7 separate regions of the Sus scrofa genome follow, and all the other regions are linked to region 5. Evidence: chromatin contacts called from public Hi-C and HiChIP or PLAC-seq data. All regions are on one chromosome and are shown on one strand. The core of a region is the stretch at or near the end of the contact, and the rest is flanking DNA. Distances in the headings are between cores, read along the strand shown.

What was found. A called contact is a pair of places that touch in the nucleus more often than the background predicts. HiChIP or PLAC-seq counts read pairs in DNA pulled down with a chosen protein or histone mark.
Region 1: a Hi-C map of skeletal muscle shows a contact between it and region 5, with 8 times the contacts expected there. The contact joins two enhancer-like sites. A contact is called at or near these places in 18 of 47 Hi-C or Micro-C datasets (brain, embryonic fibroblasts, epiblast stem cells and 11 more) and 2 of 2 datasets of contacts at active chromatin or transcription factors (alveolar macrophages and skeletal muscle).
Region 2: an H3K27ac HiChIP or PLAC-seq map of skeletal muscle shows a contact between it and region 5, with 4 times the contacts expected there. The contact joins two enhancer-like sites. A contact is called at or near these places in 2 of 2 datasets of contacts at active chromatin or transcription factors (alveolar macrophages and skeletal muscle).
Region 3: a contact with region 5 is called in an H3K27ac HiChIP or PLAC-seq map of skeletal muscle. The contact joins two enhancer-like sites. A contact is called at or near these places in 3 of 47 Hi-C or Micro-C datasets (embryonic fibroblasts, heart right ventricle and liver) and 1 of 2 datasets of contacts at active chromatin or transcription factors (skeletal muscle).
Region 4: an H3K27ac HiChIP or PLAC-seq map of skeletal muscle shows a contact between it and region 5. The contact joins two enhancer-like sites. A contact is called at or near these places in 2 of 47 Hi-C or Micro-C datasets (embryonic fibroblasts and liver) and 1 of 2 datasets of contacts at active chromatin or transcription factors (skeletal muscle).
Region 6: an H3K27ac HiChIP or PLAC-seq map of skeletal muscle shows a contact between it and region 5. The contact joins two enhancer-like sites. A contact is called at or near these places in 1 of 47 Hi-C or Micro-C datasets (skeletal muscle) and 1 of 2 datasets of contacts at active chromatin or transcription factors (skeletal muscle).
Region 7: an H3K27ac HiChIP or PLAC-seq map of skeletal muscle shows a contact between it and region 5. The contact joins two enhancer-like sites. A contact is called at or near these places in 1 of 47 Hi-C or Micro-C datasets (embryonic fibroblasts) and 1 of 2 datasets of contacts at active chromatin or transcription factors (skeletal muscle).

Annotation. Positions count from the first base shown.
Region 1 is chr13:130,789,519-130,792,218 of Sscrofa11.1, forward strand. No RefSeq gene overlaps it. Among named protein-coding and RNA genes, the nearest start is that of OPA1, 170 kb to the left of the region's middle. Within about 2 kb of position 1,308, at least 17 of the 83 cell types and tissues checked have an H3K27ac peak or open chromatin away from gene starts, as enhancers often do. A contact at or near this core is called in skeletal muscle, where this site is marked.
Region 2 is chr13:130,903,858-130,906,557 of Sscrofa11.1, forward strand. No RefSeq gene overlaps it. Among named protein-coding and RNA genes, the nearest start is that of HES1, 230 kb to the right of the region's middle. Within about 2 kb of position 1,379, at least 18 of the 83 cell types and tissues checked have an H3K27ac peak or open chromatin away from gene starts, as enhancers often do. A contact at or near this core is called in skeletal muscle, where this site is marked.
Region 3 is chr13:130,972,678-130,975,377 of Sscrofa11.1, forward strand. No RefSeq gene overlaps it. Among named protein-coding and RNA genes, the nearest start is that of HES1, 160 kb to the right of the region's middle. Within about 2 kb of position 1,349, at least 14 of the 83 cell types and tissues checked have an H3K27ac peak or open chromatin away from gene starts, as enhancers often do. A contact at or near this core is called in skeletal muscle, where this site is marked.
Region 4 is chr13:130,954,257-130,956,956 of Sscrofa11.1, forward strand. No RefSeq gene overlaps it. Among named protein-coding and RNA genes, the nearest start is that of HES1, 180 kb to the right of the region's middle. Within about 2 kb of position 1,260, at least 16 of the 83 cell types and tissues checked have an H3K27ac peak or open chromatin away from gene starts, as enhancers often do. A contact at or near this core is called in skeletal muscle, where this site is marked.
Region 5 is chr13:131,259,396-131,262,095 of Sscrofa11.1, forward strand. The region is part of intron 1 of LOC110256390 (a long non-coding RNA gene); the gene reads right to left. Among named protein-coding and RNA genes, the nearest start is that of CPN2, 77 kb to the right of the region's middle. Within about 2 kb of position 1,311, at least 46 of the 83 cell types and tissues checked have an H3K27ac peak or open chromatin away from gene starts, as enhancers often do. A contact at or near this core is called in skeletal muscle, where this site is marked.
Region 6 is chr13:130,844,135-130,846,834 of Sscrofa11.1, forward strand. No RefSeq gene overlaps it. Among named protein-coding and RNA genes, the nearest start is that of OPA1, 220 kb to the left of the region's middle. Within about 2 kb of position 1,432, at least 23 of the 83 cell types and tissues checked have an H3K27ac peak or open chromatin away from gene starts, as enhancers often do. A contact at or near this core is called in skeletal muscle, where this site is marked.
Region 7 is chr13:130,871,654-130,874,353 of Sscrofa11.1, forward strand. No RefSeq gene overlaps it. Among named protein-coding and RNA genes, the nearest start is that of OPA1, 250 kb to the left of the region's middle. Within about 2 kb of position 1,383, at least 46 of the 83 cell types and tissues checked have an H3K27ac peak or open chromatin away from gene starts, as enhancers often do. A contact at or near this core is called in skeletal muscle, where this site is marked.

The DNA.
Region 1 (2,700 bases), core at 58-2,557, 470 kb before region 5:
CAGGAAGCTGGTCCAGTGTGGGGAGTGGAGCGTTCCCTCTGGGCATGTGAGTACGCCCACTGAGCCAGCACGCTTGCTCCTGTCCTCTCTGCAGTCAGAGGGAGATTCGTGTGCTCAAGAGACAGCTGCAGTGCCGCACAACCCTTCACAGCTTCTCTCCACCGGCACTGGCTGTACGGCCATTTGCTCTGGAGGACCCAGTGTCCATTCTCCCTCGTCCCTTGGGATCAGGCCCTGATTTTATGGGAAGGGTCCATGAAACTACATTCCCAAGCACCCCTGCAGCTGGAGTGGCCCAGAAGATGCAAGCACAAGGCATTAGATGGGTCTTCAAGGGGGGCTGACCAAGTGGGAAGGGACCCCGGGCCCCTTGCCCTCCCACCTCTTCCTCTCTGGGTGCAGAGGTGACGGTGAGAACATAAGCAATCATCTAGGCCCACAAGGCCCATGAAGCAGTCATGCTAGAAGGATGACTAAGGAAGAATCTGGAAGGAAATCTAGCTCCCAGTGATTTTGTGGACCTGCTGCTCTCTGCAGGTATCTTTCAGGTGAGCAAATAAACCCCTAGTTTGATGAAGTCAGATTTGTGATTTGGGCTCTGTTACTAATCATACAGAATCCCTGCCAGATATATAGGCAGATTGGGAAAGTAGTGAGCTCCTTGGCACTGGAGATGTGCAAGCATCCACTGTAGGGTTAGGGGTGAGGGTGCTGGCAGGGAGGGGTGAGTAAGAGCAGAGTATGAACCAGAAGCCTTCAGTATTTGGTGCTTGGTACTCCTGCTGCTCTTATATGCACCATAGGAAACCTACAGGGGGTTCGGCCCCAGCCTGTTATGACTTTTAGTCCAATGGCTTTAATCTGAACCTCAAAACAGTAGGCTAAAAAGATAAATTCCCCACAACTTAGGGGACTCTTTGAATCTTCTGCTTCTAAAACCTGAGGCTTTGCAGTAGAAGAAGCCTGGGGGGCTGAGGTGCAGGTGGCCCCGGGGACAACTCCCATTTCAGCGCGATTGTCCTTTGGGCCTATAGGGGGCACTAGGGAACTGCAGATGCCCGTCTCCTCTCTGGCTGGGGTTCCACCATCCCGACCCAGAGCCAAGGAGCAAGGAAAGAATGGGGCTGGGGCTGGGGCTGGGTTATAATGGGTGGGAACGAGATCCTCTCTCTTTCCCCTGTTCTTCGTAAAGATCTAAAAATGCAGAGCATCCGGTTTTAAAGTTCAGAAGAAAGTCCAGCCCCCTCCCCGCCGCTCGACTCTGCAGCGAGAACTTGACATTACTGTCCCTGAATCTGAGGCTGGGAAGAGGCCTTGGAGACCAGCCAGTGGTCCTCACCACTCATTCAGCAAATGAGGAAGATGGAGGCTGGAGAAGGGAAACGCTGGGTCCAAAGCCACCCAGGGCAGGGTGGCAGTGGCAGCACAGGGACAAGAATCTGGGCCTTCCAATTTCCAGTCTAGAGTTCTTTCCAGCATGCCCACCATCATTTTCCAGCCCTGGGATGGGAAGGTGGGGGAGCTCTGGCAAGGCTGGGGGTCTGATGTGAACTGGAATCTGTTTAATTTCACCTCTCATTGCTTCTGCCAGCTCGCCAGCACTGGCTGACGGAGGCAATTAGAACCAGACATCCCAGAAGGGCATTCCAGGGAGATCTCTTAAAATTCCACAGCAGCTGGGGACTTGCCTTTTCCTGCAGGGATCATCTGGTGTGTAAATACCCAGTTGTGTAAGTCATGGGCTGGAGAGGAGGGTGCTGGTACACACACACACACACACACACACACACACAGAGGCTATCTCTCAAAATGCACTCATCCACAGACAGAAAAATAGAGAAATTTTCGGTAGCAATCTCTTTCCTGTCTTACCTCCCAAAGAGAGAAGTTAGCAATTTACAGGCCACCCTGGGAACATCTAATTACTTGCTTGTAAGGGGTGAGGACTGTTTGCACTGGGCGTGGGTGGCAGAGGGGTGGGGGGCATTCCTGTTTTTCTTCCACCCCCTGCAGATGGCTGCTCACCACCGCTGAGCTCTGGGCCACAGCCAAGGGGTGTCGGCGGCCAGCTCAGCTAATGCATGAGCACCAGACCCTGGCTCAAAGGTGTTGTCTCAGTTTCTCGGTGGGGAAATTGAGCCTCCAAAAGGCAAGACAGCAGAGCAGGGAACCCCACCTCAAGAGTCCCCTGGTGGCCTAGTGGATTAAGGATCTGGCGTTATCCCTGCCGTGGTGCAGGTTCGTTCCCTGGCCCGAGAACTTCTGCATGCCGAGGGCATGGCCAGAAAAAGGACCCCCGGTCCAGGACTCCTTACTGGGACTCAACCACCTGTGATAGACAGGGGTGGTGGCAACCAAAACAGAGTCATGTGTTGAAGGCAGCCTTCTCTATTCTCGGGGCTCCCATTCCACACTCGTCATCAGGAAACCTCGCTTTTACCAATAATGTGCCCCCATGAAATTGACCCATGTTCAAGTAAACCCAGAGGGTCTTTTGCTAGCGGTCAGTGGGAAATGGTGCAAGACCCTGGCAGGTGGGAGAACCGCGCACCTTCCTTAATCTGAGCGTCAGGAGGGAGCACCTGCTCCAACTGTGATTTACAGGAGGAGAGAAGGGGACCACAAGGACATTCTTCTGACATGTCTACATACCCAATTAGTTGCAGAGCTTGGCCTAGAACTTCCGTTCCCAGACTAGAA
Region 2 (2,700 bases), core at 129-2,628, 360 kb before region 5:
GCTGTAGCTCTGATTAGATTCCTAGCCTGGGAACCTCCATATGCTGCAAGTGCGGCCCTAAAAAGCAAAAAAAAAAAAAAAAAAGGTGGAACTTGCTCTGATTGCAGAAGAAGCAGGAGGTGGTCAGGAGCCCACTCTCTAGGACATTTCTTCCATGTCCCCCACCAACCCCCGTCCCCCACCAACCCCCGTCCCCCTCAGCCGCCCCACAAAAGACATTGAGGTTGAAACCAATGGCTCCAATCTAAGGCCTAAGATAGCAGAAGGCAGGAGAGGAGGGCTCACCACCCCCACCCCCCTCCTGGTGGGAGTGACAGCCCTAGGGCCCGAAATGCATCTCTGTCCCCTTGGCAAGTGCTTACCCTTCCATCCCAAGCTGGCTGCGTGCCTGGGCTTCCCCACTTCCTGACCCCACAGGAGAAGAACAGAGGTCTCTACAATGGTAAAAGAAGCAACAGGAAGCAAGCTTGGAGCTGTGGGTCCTCTCCGTCCTGGGAACATATTCCCAGCTGCGGAGCACGCACTGCATGCAGCTGAAACGTTCTGTAACCACCTCTAGCTCCAGATTCCAACAGGCAGACGTGTCTGGATACCACATGTCTGGCATCTTAGAGATTTCATTTTCCAACTGAAAATATAAACATCAGAATAAGGGAAAAGCTGAATTCATTCACTGCTTATTCGATGGAGAGTTTGCTTTGAGATTTATTAATTTTTAAACATCAAAAGGTAAAAGAGAACCTAAAAACCCCTAAAAGGTCCCATACTCTCCAAGCAACCTGTGGCCTGATGCCAGGGTTAGGCCTGTCTTAAACAGGTGAGACTTGACCTCTCAAAAGATATATTTCAGCAGAGAAATCAAGGCGAGAACATGATACAATTTGAGCAGATGAAGAACGTGAACAAAAGAAGTTGCCTGGCTCTTAGAAAACATTGTTTTGGAAGATTATTCAGACTTGCAATTTAATACCAGATGTTGGCATCTGGAGAGAACCTGATTTGACAATCTGGCAGGAAATATGAACAAAACGCAAATGGCAGTTTAAAAAAAAAAACGTTTAAGAAAGGATTGCCGCAATGGCTCCGTGGAGCAGTCCTGGAATATTAGAAAGCCAGAGTTTATCACCCATGAAGCTTGAGTGGCAGCAAGTGCAGTCTGGGCCCAGGAAAGTACCTGAGAGTGAGGAAAAGAAGGTTGTCTGGTGAGAAAAATCCAAGGTGGGGAAGTGGGCCTGGGGGTATGGCTGGTCCTTGGGATGTGGCTGCAGGGCCCGGAGAAAATGGCCCTCCCAACGTGCTATTAAAGCAGCTGTGGTTGGGCTCAGCCTGACAGCTAGGCGCTGGCAGCCTGCACAGGAAGCTGGCCGGCCCCGCCATCGACACAGCGGGAACAGACAGCACTTTCCCAAGCTCCGGATTCCAGGACACGCCACTGCAGACGCATTCTAGTGGCCTGCCAGTGCAGGCTCACGCACTCTCTTCTCAACCAGACAGAATGTTGATACTGCACCCTCCTATGTGTGGCTTGAAATTCTTTTTTTTTTTTTTTTTTTTTTTGTCTTTTTGCCTTTTTCTAGGGCCACTCCTGCAGCATATAGAGATTCCCAGGCTAGGGGTCGAATCGGAGCTGTAGCCACTGGCCTACGCCAGAGCCACAGCAACGTGGGATCCAAGCCATGTCTGCGACCTACACCACAGCTAACAGCAACGCCGGATCCTTAACCCACTGAACAAGGCCAGGGATCGAACCCGCAACCCCATGGTTCCTAGTGGATCCGTTAACCACTGCGCCACAACGGGAACTTCAGCTAGAAATTCATTTTAAAACATTTTTTTTTTTAAAGTATAACATCAATGCAGTAAAATCAGATCTTAAGTGCTTGATCAGACTTGACAAACGAATACACTCATGTGTCTCAGACCCCAGTCAAGACACAGGGCATGTCTAGGACCCCCAGAAGTGTCCTTCACGCCCTCTCCTAGTCAATGCCCCTGCACATGCATACACGCAGCATGAAGCAATCAACCACTGATCCAGTTTCTGCCACCACAGATGGGAGCCACTATTCTAGAACTTCATACACATGGAATCATATCACGTACCCTCTTTTGTGTCTGGCTTCCTTCCCTCAGTATGTTCTGAAATTCATGCATGTTGTTGCATGCATCAACAGTACATTCCTTTTTCTCTTTCTTTCTGAGTAGTATTTTATCAAATGGATGTACTGCAAATACGGTAATGTGGTGTTCATCCATTCACCTGTAGTCAGACATCTGGGATGTATCCAGTTTTTAGCTATTATGAATAAAAACTTCCAGGAATATCTCTCTAGAAGTCATGTAAATACATTCCGCCAGAGTAAATACTTAGGAATAGAATTGGTGGGCCATGGGGTAGATGGATGTTCAATTTTTAAAGAAACTGCCAAACAGACTTCCGAGGTGGCTGTTCAGAAATTCACATTTAAAATGTGTTTATCATGGAGTTCCCACTGTGGCTCAGCAGGTTAAAGACCTGACATAGTCTGCAAGGATGCAGTTTCATTCCCTGGTTTTGCTCAGTGGGTTAAGGATCTGGTCTTGCCACAGGCTATGATGTAGGTCATAGATGTGGCTGGAATGCGGTGTTGCCATGGCTGTGGTGTGGACCAGCAGCTGCAGCTCCAATCTGACTCCTAGCCTGGGAACTTCCATATGCTG
Region 3 (2,700 bases), core at 99-2,598, 290 kb before region 5:
AATCGGAGCTGTAGACGCTGGCCTACGCCAGAGTTACAGCAACGCAGGATCCGAGCCACATCTGCAACCTACACCACAGCTCACGGCAACACTGGATCTTCAACCCACTGAGCAAGGCTAGGGATCGAACCCGCATCCTCATGGTTCCTAGTCGGATTCATTAACCACTGAGCCACAACAGGAACTCCTAGACTAACATTTTAAAAACAAATTTGTCAACAAAAATATTTTTTCAAAGACAAATAAAAGTTGAAATCAAATCTTATAGCCCAGGAGTTTCCATCATGGCTCAGCAGAAATGAATCTGACTGGGAGTTCCCGTCGTGGCGCAGTGGTTGGCGAATCCGACTAGGAACCATGGGGTTGAGGGTTCGGTCCCTGCCCTTGCTCAGTGGGTTAAGGATCCGGCATTGCCGTGAGCTGTGGTGTAGGTCACAGACGCGGCTCGGATCTGGCATTGCTATGGCTCTGGCATAGGCTGGCAGCTACAGCTCTGATTAGACCCCTAGCCTGGGAACCTTCCAAATGCCGTGGGAGCGGCCCAAGAAATGGCAAAAAGACAAAAAAAAAAAAAAAAAAAAAAAGAAATGAATCTGACTGGTATCCATGAGGATGCAGGTTCGATCCCTGGCCTCTCTCAGTGGGTTCAGGATCTGTCATTGCTGTGAGCTGTGGTGTAAGTTGCAGATGTGGCTCAAATCTCATGTTGCTGTGGCTGTGGCATAAGCCGGCAGCTACAGCTCCCATTCAACCCTGAACTGGGAGCCTCCAAATGTCATGGGTGTGGCCCTCAAAAGACCAAAAAAAAAAAACTTATAGTCCATTAACTGCCCTTTAAAAAGAATTAAGAAAGTTTCTCATTTTTTCATTTTTCTCATTAAATTCTGTGATCTCTGTAATTCATCAGTTGCTTGGCTCCTGCTTTGTCTGGTTGGCCTTTTTTCATTTTATATCTTCCCTGCCCTAAATGAGAATGGTTTCGTGATATTTTCTAACATGAATTCCTTCAGAGCATCTGAAAGCAGGAAGGTGGCTGTTTCAGCAGCAGGAATAAGAGGAGACCAGGGAAGAAGGAGAAAGAATGGCACAGACAAACAATTCAGCAGTAGACCAGCAGACGCAGAGTCCAAAAGTTCATGAGCTGAGGCGGTCCAGAAATGCCACAACTGAAGGCACGCGTCATGAAAGGACACCTAACACAAAAGGTCTGCGTGTCTTAGGGGCACTGATTTTCTGTCACCCTCTCTTGCAGAACCGTTTTTGAGAAGGTGAGGCAATTCACCAGGCTGAATATGGTGGCTGAATAAAGGGGAAAGAATGCGGGACCCACTGGCAAATATCAAAGGTTGTCAGAGAGCAAGTGGTGAGTCAAAGGGTGACATCAGACTGTGTTATGGGCAGAAGCAGAAGTAAGCCTAACAATAGCTGCCCTTTGGGCTCCAGGAGGCCAAGTGGCTGGGCTCTGCAGTGGACTATGGCCAGGGTGACCACATAATTCTTTCCCTCAAACGGCGCCCTTTGGAGAGTAAAAGTTGGGCGCTTCTCAGAATTACACTGGGACCATGCAAATGCAACTGGGGCTTTACTGACCCTAATTAGGAATCCCTCCAAAATGTCGGGGATAAAGTTTAGCTGCTTTCAGAATCTTCTCCACAAAGTTGAGCAGCGGCTCCCGCAGCTGAGCTCCCTTCCCGTGGAGGCAAAGCCTCTACACTGGCAAGAAGTGGGGCACGAGGAAGTGCCATGGCCAAATAAGTGTGAAAAATGAACCGTTCATCTTCTTACCCTCTCTGGGAGACTTGGAATATAAATGCAGTTATCCCTTGGCACTCGCATGGGATTGGTTTCCAGAGCCGGATAACCAAATCTGGGGATGCACAAGTCCCCCTTATAAAACATTGGAGACTTTGAGAAGACCTGCAGGGAACTAAATACTTAGTATTGGAGTTCCCATCGTGGCTCAGTGGTTAACAAATCCGACTAGGAACCATGAGGTTGTGGGTTCCATCCCTGGCCTCACTCAGTGGGTTAGGGATCCGGCGTTGCTGAGAGCTGTGGTGTAGGTCACAGATCCTGCGTAGCTGTGGCTCTGGCGTAGGCCGGCGGCTACAGCTCCAATTCAACCCCTAGGCTGGGAATCTATACATGCTGCGTGAGCGGCCCTAGAAAAGGCAAAAGGACAAAAAAAAAAAAAAATACTCAGTATTGTTCAACCCAGAATCTTCACAAAGGTTTTTGAACACCATGAGATCTTTTGGCAGCCAAACTCCCAGAATGTTCAGGCAAACACAGCTCTAAATCTTGGGAGGCAAAGTATAGAGGGAAGGGCTGGGATGACAGGCTTTCTTCTCCAGGAGACAGACGCTGGCAGTGTCCCCAGGAGCTTCTGGTGCTCCTGAGGATATGACACGAGCACGTGCTCAGCTGGGTGAGGTCATACAGAACCTCCTTGTGCAGCCAAAAGGCCTGCAGAAACACGTCCTAAGCCATCCCACACCATGACTAGGAAGCCTTTGAGTTCACGTTCAGACTCTTGAGCCCAACCCAAGCTCAGCTGAGACACAGAGGGCTTCTGTTTTACTGTAAGTATTTCCTCCTAGAGTGTATGTTGGGGTGGGTTGCCATATCTCTGGCCTGTGTGTCCATAGGGGGTCGGGGTGGGGTACCTGAGAGGGCTTGGGGGATGCAGCCCCAGTTAGG
Region 4 (2,700 bases), core at 10-2,509, 310 kb before region 5:
GCCAAGGAGTCTCCCCAGATTCTTAGAGGATGCGTGGCCATTGATTTCAGCCTTCTGGGCTCTAGAACTGAGGGAGAATAATGCCTGCTGTTTGAGCCACCCAATCTATGGCAGCCACAGGAAACGGATACTGACCTCTGCTTTGCCCAATTCATACTTGCTAAACCATTTACCCCAAACTCCAGAAGTGAAACTCTCTGTGTAATAAGGTTTATACGTCTACATTTTATTTCTAAAGAGGTTTGTCATAACTTTAGCAGCTTCTCCCAAAATCTCCTAAACTGTTTACAACCATTGGGGTTGGCGCTTCTGGAACCATTGTCAGCAAGAGGTCTGTCTGGTCCTCCTGGGAAATAAACATTCTTGGACCAGCGGAAGGGGAAGCAGCATTCTGCAGAAGGGGTGGGTCAGGACAGATTAGTGACACTTTTTTTTTTTTCTTTTTCAGCAGCCCTAAGGCATATGGAGTTCCCAGGCCGGGGATCAGATTTGAGCCTCAGTGGTGACCTACACTGCAGCTGTGGCAATGCCAGATCCTTAACCCACTGTGCCCGGCCGGGGATCAAACCTGCATCCCAGCATTGCAGAGACGCTGCCAATCCTGTTGCACCAGAGCGGGAACTCGCACACATTTTGAAGGGCCTATTGTGGATTTGTCACTAACCCTGTCCTTTAGCATGACAGAAAGTGGGTCCACAGAGCTTCCTTCCAGCTCTGCCCATGGACAGAAACTCAGTCGGCCTTGCCTCATGTAAACTCCTGGAGTCCAGGGAATGAGCCGGGCAGAGGAGTCAAGGACTCGGTGATGTTCCCCTTCTCATCACTCACCAGCTCTCCCAGACCCTCTTCATCTGTAAAATGGGTGTCCCACCTCCATCAGCCAGGGTGGTCCTGGGCCACATGGACAAGATCGTGGAAGTGCATGGCAAATCATGAAGTCCTGTGCCAGGAGAAGGTGGTGAAATCATTATCACTCTCATCCTCCACCAGTTGTCAACGCCTGGGGGGTGGGGGTGGGGAGATCTTTGCAGCAGACCGGGAAGACCGGATCAAAGTGTCCAGTGGGTAAAAGAAGAGTCAGCCCTAGGGCCTGATCCGCGGGTATTAGCTGCCCAGAGGGAGAGCAGTGAGATGAGCTCTCCCGGTGGGTAATAAAATGAGTCTACGAAGGGAGGAAGCAGGATGTATAAAGCCCAGGAGCCTGATCTGTTTCTGAGATCAAACAGAGCAGCATTGTACCGGGGTGTGGAGCTGATGTCAGCGTCTAGAATGCTGGTCGGAATCGCCCTGGTTACGCAGCTGGACCGGAATAAGGCAAGTCTGTATCTGAACTCATTAATTTTTACAACCAACTGAACTGTTCTGCCTTTGGGGTGGGGGGAAGGGTTGGGGGAGGCAATGCAGGGGGAGAACAAGGGAAGGAAGGGAGACGGGAGGGGCTCGTATGTATGGAACAACGGGCTTCCCACCAGCAGACACTGTCTCATTATCCCCAGCAAAGCCCAGCTTCCATCCTCCAGCCCCCTGGACCGTTAGGCAGAGGCTCTGCAGCAGGTCCCGCCAGCGGAGGGAGAGAAACGGGCCAATGGAACGTAAGGATAATTAGAGTGGCACAAGCCGCTCCTTGGAGTTCAAGTTATGTCAATGTTTCCATTATATGCCTCACTTTTCGGGGGTTTATAACGCAGCCATAAAAACTCACTCCAGCTGAGAATTTGGCAGGCCAGGTCCCAGCAAAGGAGGGACTGTTTTTTAATTCAAGTCAGCTGCTCATAACTTGAAGCAGGAGAGCGCACTGTACATTGGAATAACTCAAAGGGGCTGGCTGAGAGCCTTGAGTACTGTGTTGCTGTCCAATCACTCTTCCTCCTCCTGTCATTCCTTTGTGCTCTCTCAAAAGAAACAGCATTCTATAAATACACCCCCGAAGCTTCCTGAGCCAAGAATCTACCTGCACCTCTCCAAGTGCCAGATAATCTGGCTTTACTCCATTCCTGAGAAGCATGCATGTTAACCCCTTCCAGCAAAGGTGCAAGCCCTACCACCCAAACCTCTACACAGAAAGAGGGTGGAGCCTCTGCAAGGGAGCCGTTTGGTACCAAAGCTATTCCAGGAGTTCCCTGGTGGTTCCGCAAGCTAAGGACCTGGCATTGTCACTGCTGTGGTGCAGGTTCAATCCCTTGCCTAGGAACTTGTGCATATAGTGAGTGGATGCAATGCCCCCCCCCCCGCAATCCATTGCGGACAACTCCCAATATGTGGGGTGGTCCTGTCCCATTGTTGTAACAAGACCTGACTTGATCAGTAAGTATCACCTCTATCTCGTGGTAGGCTTGTTGCCCTTGCAGGCACAGTGAAGAGAGCTTTCTCCACCTTTTAGCCCAGGGTCTCTGATTCAATCAAAGTACCCAAATCCTGCTGGATTGTTAACCTTCTAGTGCCTAGACCCACCCCTTAATCCCCACCACTGCCATGAACACTTCTTTGATTCTCCTGCAAGAAGTCCTCTCTCTCACCTTTGCTCTCCTGTGTGTTCTTTTCCTGTAGTATTTGTCATTCGATTGCTCTGTCATCTTTCAGTTATTTGGGCACATTTTACCTCTCTTGCTGTTGGATGAGCCTCTTCACACAGCATTCTGAGCTTATTCATTTCTCCCTACTCCAAAGTGCCAAACGTAGGTGCTGCATAAATCTGGGTGG
Region 5 (2,700 bases), core at 61-2,560:
TGGCAGACTCAGCTCAGATCCTGCATTGCTGTGGCTGTGGCGTAGGGCGGCAGCTGATGCCAAGGAGAGTGACTAAAGCAACGGGCAGGCTTTACCCAGGAGGAGGTTTTCAAAACAGGCTTTGACAAAATGATGAGATGTTAGCAGCCCACGCCAGCCAGAGTGCTCACACACCCCTTCCCAGCCCCCTTCCCCCAACTTCCACCCTCCCTCCCACCCCCATGCGCCTGTGCTTGAATGCATACAGTCCAGAATAAGGTAGGAGACAGAGAAACAGTTGTGCACGTGGAGAGTCATCATCCAAGTTCTCTTTCTGGAGCATCACAAGTCATGGCAGTGTTTCTGGCTCTGCCGTTGCTGAGCTGCAGGACCTTGAACAAATTTACTCGCCTCCTGGTCCTCACCAGCCTATCAGCTTGTGCAAGGCAGATGTGTGTGTGTGGGGGGGTGGAAATCTCTGAGTGACTGGTCAAAAATTTAAGCACTCTGTCCTGCTGTATAGCACTGGAACTGTATCTACTCACTTATGATGGAGCATGATGGAGGATAACATAAGAAAAAGAATGTATATATGCATGTGTGACTGGATCACTTTGCCGTACAGTGGAAAATCAACAGAACACTATAAACCACTATAAACCACTATAATGGAAAAAATAAATATCATTTTAAAGAAAATTTAGGCGCTCTGCAAATCCTGGGGGTCTTTCAGATGGTTGTATGCACACAGACTGCCTTGAAGATAATCACACGTAGCGCTTGGAAACAAAACTCTTAGCCCTGAACGCAAAGTTGCCTTTGTCCCCAGCGGACCACATTCTATTTTCTATCAATTCCCTCACAATGCAGCTTGGTAGGTTATAAAAGAGCCTCTCCTTGAGAGGAGTCATTTTCATGCTGGGAACATGCAGACACCCCGCCCCGGGAGATGACAGTGTGTTTTCCCGGAGGTGGAGGCAGCCTGCAGATTGGATCTGATCTGAGTTTATGCCGGAGGTCTGAACCCAAGGGAACACATTTGTGTCTGGAAGCGGGTCTTTGCAGAGCCTCAGCCAGCTGGCTCAGCTCTGCTAGACGCTGTGTTCCCTGCTCCCTCACCCTTCCTCCAGGAAGCACCTCTTCTGGCCCAGCCTCGATGATGCTTTTCCGTTCACGCCCTTCAACCCACATCCCCGGCTGGCCGAGGGGGAGCCCGCCCGTGCTGTCAGTGCCGCCCGCGGCACCTGGCTCGCCTCCCTCCACGCTTGGCCAAAGCCTCAGACGCAGAAGAAACCAGAGCTGGCTCAGCTGGCCAGCGCCCGGGCTTCCTGTCCAAGTGTTTGCGGCCGGGCTTCCTGCTGACGGAAGGGCAGCGCTCCTCTGACATCCCAAGCGGTGGCTCCCAGGGCCCCGGCCGCCGAGCACATCCAGCTGGCACCCGGCGCAGGAGCCATGGCTGCGCTCCGTGCAGCTGTCAGATGACATTCACAGGGACGCTGGGGTCAGGCCTGGAGAGCTATAAAGGGGATTCCTTTGGGGAGGGAGGAAGCTGTGAATCAGACCAGAAACCCGGGAGCTCAGGCTTGTCCTGGGCAGGCGGCCAGACCACGCCTCGCAGGCCCCCCCCTCTGACAGACCCCCTTGCTTCATGTGGGCCCACCTCCCTGCCACCTGCGCTCTTTCCCAGTGAGAGCCTCCAGCACATGGCTTCCCTCCGCCCCAGGTGGACTGGGAACGGGGCCACGCACCCAGATGATAGCCCACCCGGGCTCTGACCCCATGCCCTTGAGGAATTTAGCTTCACGGAGAATCAGCTTCCCCTTCACAAGTGGAAACTGGAGAGTGAGAATATTTTCAGAGTGTTCCATGTTTATTTTCCCACGTTTCAAGGGCGGCGACATAGGAAACGGGGTCAGACTTGTTCTCTCTAGCTCCAGAGGTCAGGACAAGCATTCTACGGAGGCAGAATTCAGTTTAAATAGGGGAAAATGAAACCCCCGAACAGGCCATCCCCTAAGTAGTGAGCACCCTGTTGCTAGACTTTAAGCTCTGCGAGGGTCGCTGTCTGTCTTCATTCCTGCCAGAGGACCAAACCAGCACGGTGCCTGCCTAAGAGTAAAGGCTCCAAATCTTTGTGGAAGAGAGGAGTGAAGGCGGATAGAAAAAACAGGGAGGGGTCTTCCCACTGCCTCTCAATAGTAACGAACCTGACTAGGAACCATGAGGCTGCGGGTTCGATCCCTAGCCTTGCTCAGCGGGTTAAGGATCCGGCATTGCCGTGAGCTGTGGTATAGGTCACAGATGCAGCTTGGATCCCACGTTGCTATGGCTCTGGTGTAGGCCGGCAGCTGCAGCTTCGATTTGACCCTTAACCTGGGAACGTCCCTGTGCCATGGTGCAGCCCTAAAAAGAAAAAAAAAAAAAAAAAAAAAAAAACCCAGGAGGGAAAGAGAGGTGGAAAGAAGGAAGAAGAGAGAAAAAGACGAAAGGAGAAAAAGGGGAAAGGATCATCTTCGAGAAGATTCCTCCTTTAGGAGAGAGTTTGGACAAGCTGACTGCAATTGTCTTTTGGACTCAATGATTACAAGACAAGGATTTTAAGCACCCACTCCAAGGGGACACATCAACTCCAAAACCAGGCCGAGCAATTCTCTTGTGACACTGTGTTCATAGGCACAGGCCTTGCCACCCGAGCACTCTGTGGTCTACAACGCCCCCAAG
Region 6 (2,700 bases), core at 182-2,681, 420 kb before region 5:
TCTATTTTCCTTTTTTCTATCTCTTATAAGGATTTAGGAATCAACCTAAATCTAGGATGATCTTATCTCAAGATCATTAACTGGATTGTGTCTGCAAAGACCCTCTTCCCAAATAAAGTTACATCCACCTGTACTAGGAATTAGTAGTTGGACATATTTCAGGAGGACCACTATTTACCTGTCTCATGAACTGGCAATCCTTGCATGGGCACTCACTCACTCATCTGCTCACTCCTTCAACGATTTCCCCAAAGATTATAGGAGGAAATGGGGATATAGTTAATAAATTGGATAAAGTCCCTACCCTGAAGGACAGCACTGTCTTGTAGGGCACTGGGGCACAAATATAAATAGGGGGCTGGTAAGAACCGTAAGCTTTGGAAGCTGAAGGACTAATGGGACCAGCCCAGAGTGGGGATGGCTTTCAAAGAAGAGGGCAGCATAGCAAAGGCAGGTGCTAAAAAACAGAAGCAGGTCAGGGACTGCTGCAGTTGTGTTTGGCAGGGGTGGTGGGGGGTGTTTGGTGGGGGCTGTGGGTGGGAACAGCGGGCAAGAAGGCCAGAGAAGCGGCCATCCTGAGAACTCAGACTCTGACCATCACTGTTCATCTTAAGGCATGTGATGGTGGGCTGGGGTGTTCTGAATAGGAGGCACCCTATAGTCATACCTTTAACAGCCTCCAAATTTAGTGCAAAGGTCTAAGACTTCAGGTAGAGATCTTCTTCAGCTGATCGTGCAGCTAGACACTGGGGCTGACCATGAACCTCCTATATCTTCCTGGGGGAGGCCTTTGTGTGTGGCTCCCCAGAACCACCCCCCAATCCAGGCTCTTGCTGAGACCAATTCTGAACATTTTATTTCTTTGTCTGGCAAGAAAATCCCTGTAGCACACTGGTTCCCAAGCTTCATTTTCTTCGTGCAAATCTTGCTACAGAATCCTAACACCACAAAGAGCACTGGGGCTGCTCCTTGGAGCTCCGTGCTTGTGGACAGAACATACGGCCTTGCTTTTAGAAGTCACAGAGGTGGTGGTTGGGAGGGGGGAGTTTTGTTGCTCCCCAACCCACAGCCAGGGTCCCGTGGAGGGTCCACGAAGGGAGCGGAGGGAGGAATGTAGGAAAGAGAGTCCCACTGGCCGGACTGCGGAGCCTCTGAGATTCGGAGAGAAAGAAGTGTCACCCCACCCCCTTGGACCTTATCCACGGCCTCTCCCCTCTGGAGAGCAAAGGCTGGGGGCAAGGAGGAAAACAGATTAACATCGTAAAAGCTTCTGGGTCTTCAGCCAGGGAACAGCAAGTCCCAAACAAATTTACACGAGGCTGTTTGAAGGGAAGCGTGTCACAGAAGTGTAACAATAAACAGCCGTGTGGGGTCAGCCACGCTTCTGCCCCAGGAAGAGCAGGCCCTGGAGCCCATCTCCTGGGAGGAGCCCCTGTGTTGGGACATTTAGACACACAGGAAGAGCTCACACTGGTGGGGCCTTCCTCCCCACAGCACCATCTGGGTGAAAAAGAGGTCGACATGCGCAGATTCGGAAGCACGAGGTTATGACACAGAATATGCAGGGACTCGCCTGTCCTACACCGAAGTTCCCCCCGATTCAAAACGGACGGCATAATAGCCTCTGCAGGGCCCCCATCTTTCTGTTGTGTCCCTTAGCTCATTGAATTCCGTCTGGGGCCCTCGCTGAAACAGGCAGAGAGGATGCTTCCTACCCCACCCTCCCACCGTCCTCCTCCCCCTTCCTCTCCTCTCCCCCACCTGGTAATTTCGGGAGGGAGGGCAGCTCCCAAACCCTGCATGCCAAAAACAGCCTGTGTTTTGCCCTTGGGAAAATTGAGAGCCAGAGTGGACTAGAGCCAGGAGACTTGGCTTCTCACTCCAGCTCTGCCACTAACTGCTTGGTGGCTTGGGCAGTGTCATTTAGCATCTCTGGACCTGAAGTCGCTCTCTGTAAAAGAATCCAGGGTTAAATGACATTGGTGTGTTGCAAAGCTCCTTAGAGATCTGTCTAATCCAGGGCTCCACAAGCTACAACCTACTGGCCAGATATGTTTACAGCCTCTTTTTGCAAATAAAGCTTTATTAGGACACAGCCACGCCCACTCATTTGCATGTGGTTGACGGCTGCTGTCATGCTACCTGGCAGCGTTGGGTAGTTGAGACAGACACCAACTGTGTGTATGGCCCACAAGCCTAAAGTTGTTACTATTTGACCTTTGAGAGAAAAAGTTGGCCACTGCCTTAGGCCAACACTGTCATTTCACCAGCAAGGAAACTGCGGCCCAGACAAGGCAAGCATTTTGCCAAAACTCACAGAGCAAGTCAGGGCAGAGGCCAGGGTGGCCCAGCTATCCTGATTCCCAGCAGCCGGAAATTCTCACCTGGCCCAGAGTTCTCTATCTGATTCTAAATATTGGGTAGGAGCTGTGATGGGGGCAGAGGAGGGGGAGCGCAGGAAAATGAGTTCCATGTGACTGGTGAGACATGGGTCATTGTGGGGCTGCTGAGCCCAAGAGCAGAGTCAGGTGGGCCTGTTGAAAGGCAGCAGCACTTCAGGTGGGGATCAGATGAGAGCTGGCCTCTGGGACATTTTAACCACAGGTCACAGATCCTGGTAAACTTTAGTTGGCTTTTGAACTACAGGGAGATATTTTTTTCTTGCTTCTTTCCTCACTGCCTGCTTCCTCCTTCTAGCAT
Region 7 (2,700 bases), core at 133-2,632, 390 kb before region 5:
AATCAGCCCATGAGGAACCAGGGAACACGACACCTGTATGACTTCCCAGGTCCCACCCTTTCAATAAGGGAGAAGTTTGGAGGAGTGTGGCTTTGCTTCTTAACAACTGGCCTTCGGTGAGATTGTCATCCCTAAATGAATCCAGTACAACAAAGTCTTGTACCTATAATGAAGGTAGCATTTGTCATTCTCTACTTGGGTCTCTGACAAACCTGGGTGCTCCCTGATGACAAGAACTACATCCTCTTTATTTTTATGGGGCTTGACACCCATAGCCTCTGATGATTGGTTGAAGGAAGACTGAGTTCTTTCTTCCCACTTACTCTTTGTGGGATATTAAGCAAGACTAAGTTTCCCTGAAGCTTCGTGTGTTCATCTCTAAAACAGGGGCAGAAATTATCTTCGCCCCTCCTACTCAAATCCCATGAGTCCAGGGGTGGCAAAAGCTTCGCTTGTCCTGAAGGACTGTAGGAGGGTGTGTGGGTTATTCCTGCTGCCCACCGCATGGGTCTCAGGGACACCTGCTGACCTGGCCAGAGATGGAACATCATTACAGCATTTTTGTTTCAGTGGTTGGACTGCAAACTGTGAACTGCCCTTAACCCGGAATACTGACACCCAGTGCACCTCCTTTGCCTCTATGGAGCCCTCCTCCCGCGAGGACAATAACCTCACAATAGCATCTGTAGTTTCACATGAGATGCCTACAAATTGTAAAAGCAAGGACGGAATGAGAGCCATTTTCTTAGGCTCCCTGTAGAGTTTGTCTTAGTCCCTACCCGGGGGGGACTGCTGTGCCATGCAATTTCTCTCTTTTCTCAAACGCTTCATTCCTTCATGCACTCATTTGCTCACTACCTCAGGGCCCTCCTTCATGTAAAGGAGCAGGAGATGCAGACTAAGGGGTGCTAAGCCCTCTGACAGGGCTCTGCTGAGGTTCTCAGGAGTGCAAACGAGGAGCACGTATAGGGGACTTCAGGGAGAAGCTTCCAGTGGAAGGGGACACCTGAGCCGACTCTTGAAAGACAGGACTAACCAGTTGCCCTTGAGGAGGCGGGAGAGGGCTCTCCTTGCCACAGGAACGGCTTGTGCAAAACCTGGAGGTGAGGGAGAATGCGGGGTGCTCAGGGCAGAACAAGTTGTTCAGAGCAGAGCAGCTGGAGTAAAGCTAAGACGTGGGTGGGCAGAGATAAAAGCCAGTGCAGGAGTCAGGAGCCAGACCAGGAAGGGTCTAAAGAGCCTTGACTTAGGACCTGCTGGGAGAGATGCCTGAAATTCCACTGCTAACACTTGCCGGAGGTCACGAAGTTAGCCTGCAGAGGAACACGTCTCAGGCCCCTGGGCCGTGCTCTTTGGCTTTTTTCACTCTTCCTTAAGCAGCGGCTGCCTCTGGCCCCACGCCAGCCTGAGCCCTGAGCCAGGCAGGGGAGGATGCCTCCAGCACAGACAGGTCCTGATGCTGCCGGCAATGCATCTGGCCTGGGACCAAAGAGCCGCCAGCAGGCCGGCCGCCCAAGTCACTCCCCAAGCTACCCATGCCTTCCCTTCCCTGGTCAATCTTCATTTTTTATCAAAATGTGTTGGTTCAGGGGCCAGTGCTCCCCTGGCCTCCTGTTGCCCCTCTCAAGCCCCCTCCCTGGCTCCCGCTGGCCTCGCAGCCCTGCACAGGCTTCCAGGCTTCCAGCAAGGAGCCTGCGAGCCATACAAAGGAAATGGCAAGAGGATGAGTCACCCCGAGGCTCCAGCCGCTGCCAGGGCTGCAGTCCACAACAGGACCTTTGTGCTACACTGCAGGAGGACCTAGGGGATGGCCATGGGGAGGCAGGCATTTCAGGACGCTGACTAATGCCCTGGGGAGGGGAGGGATCTCCTCCGGAAGGGGACCACTTTCTGGACGCCACACCCGGGCAGAACCGCGGCTGGGGGCATTCGGTCACTGCTTAGAGAGTGACCCTATGCGCCATCTTGTCTCACTGCTGGTCCCTTCCGAGAGTACACCCTGTTGTGTGTGGGTCTGTCTCCTTCACTGCGGTGTGAGGGGCTCAAAGCCTGGGGCACAGCCATTCGACTCTCTTCCTACCACAATACCTAACACGGCACTGAGACAGTGCTGGAGATGGATACGGGGATGGATGTGGGGATGGATGGATGGATGGACAGAGGGGTGATGGGTGGCTGAATGAGCAGATGGATGGAATAATTCATTTACATGCATGTGAGCAGCTAACCCAATATTCTCAATTCACAAATGGGGAAGGAAAAGTCCAGACCTGGGATTGACTGGAACCAAGTCTCACAATGAGTAGGTAGCAGCTCTAGAGTTGGTGCCCTGCTGCTGCGTCTGATTTGCTCTATTGTGTAACTGCTGTTGTGTGGCTCAGGGAACACCTAGAAGGCATGACTAATGTGTGGGCCGAAGTTGAAGTGGTGAGACGCCACAGCATGGATAAGACAACCGCCAAGGGCAAGGTCAGGTCCTGAGCAAGAGAAACCAGAGCAACAAAAGGCAGGGTTCCAGGCCTTAAAGTGACCATAATCCATTGGCCTAGGCTGCTCACTGGATTTACATAAGATGAGGAAAGAATCAGCATACAGCCTTGCGTATGCCAGGTACGGATATTTAATCTTTTGTACAACCCTGATGGTGGTATTGTTACAGATAAAGAAGGCGACTGGGAGACAGGGCCCATTAGGACAGTC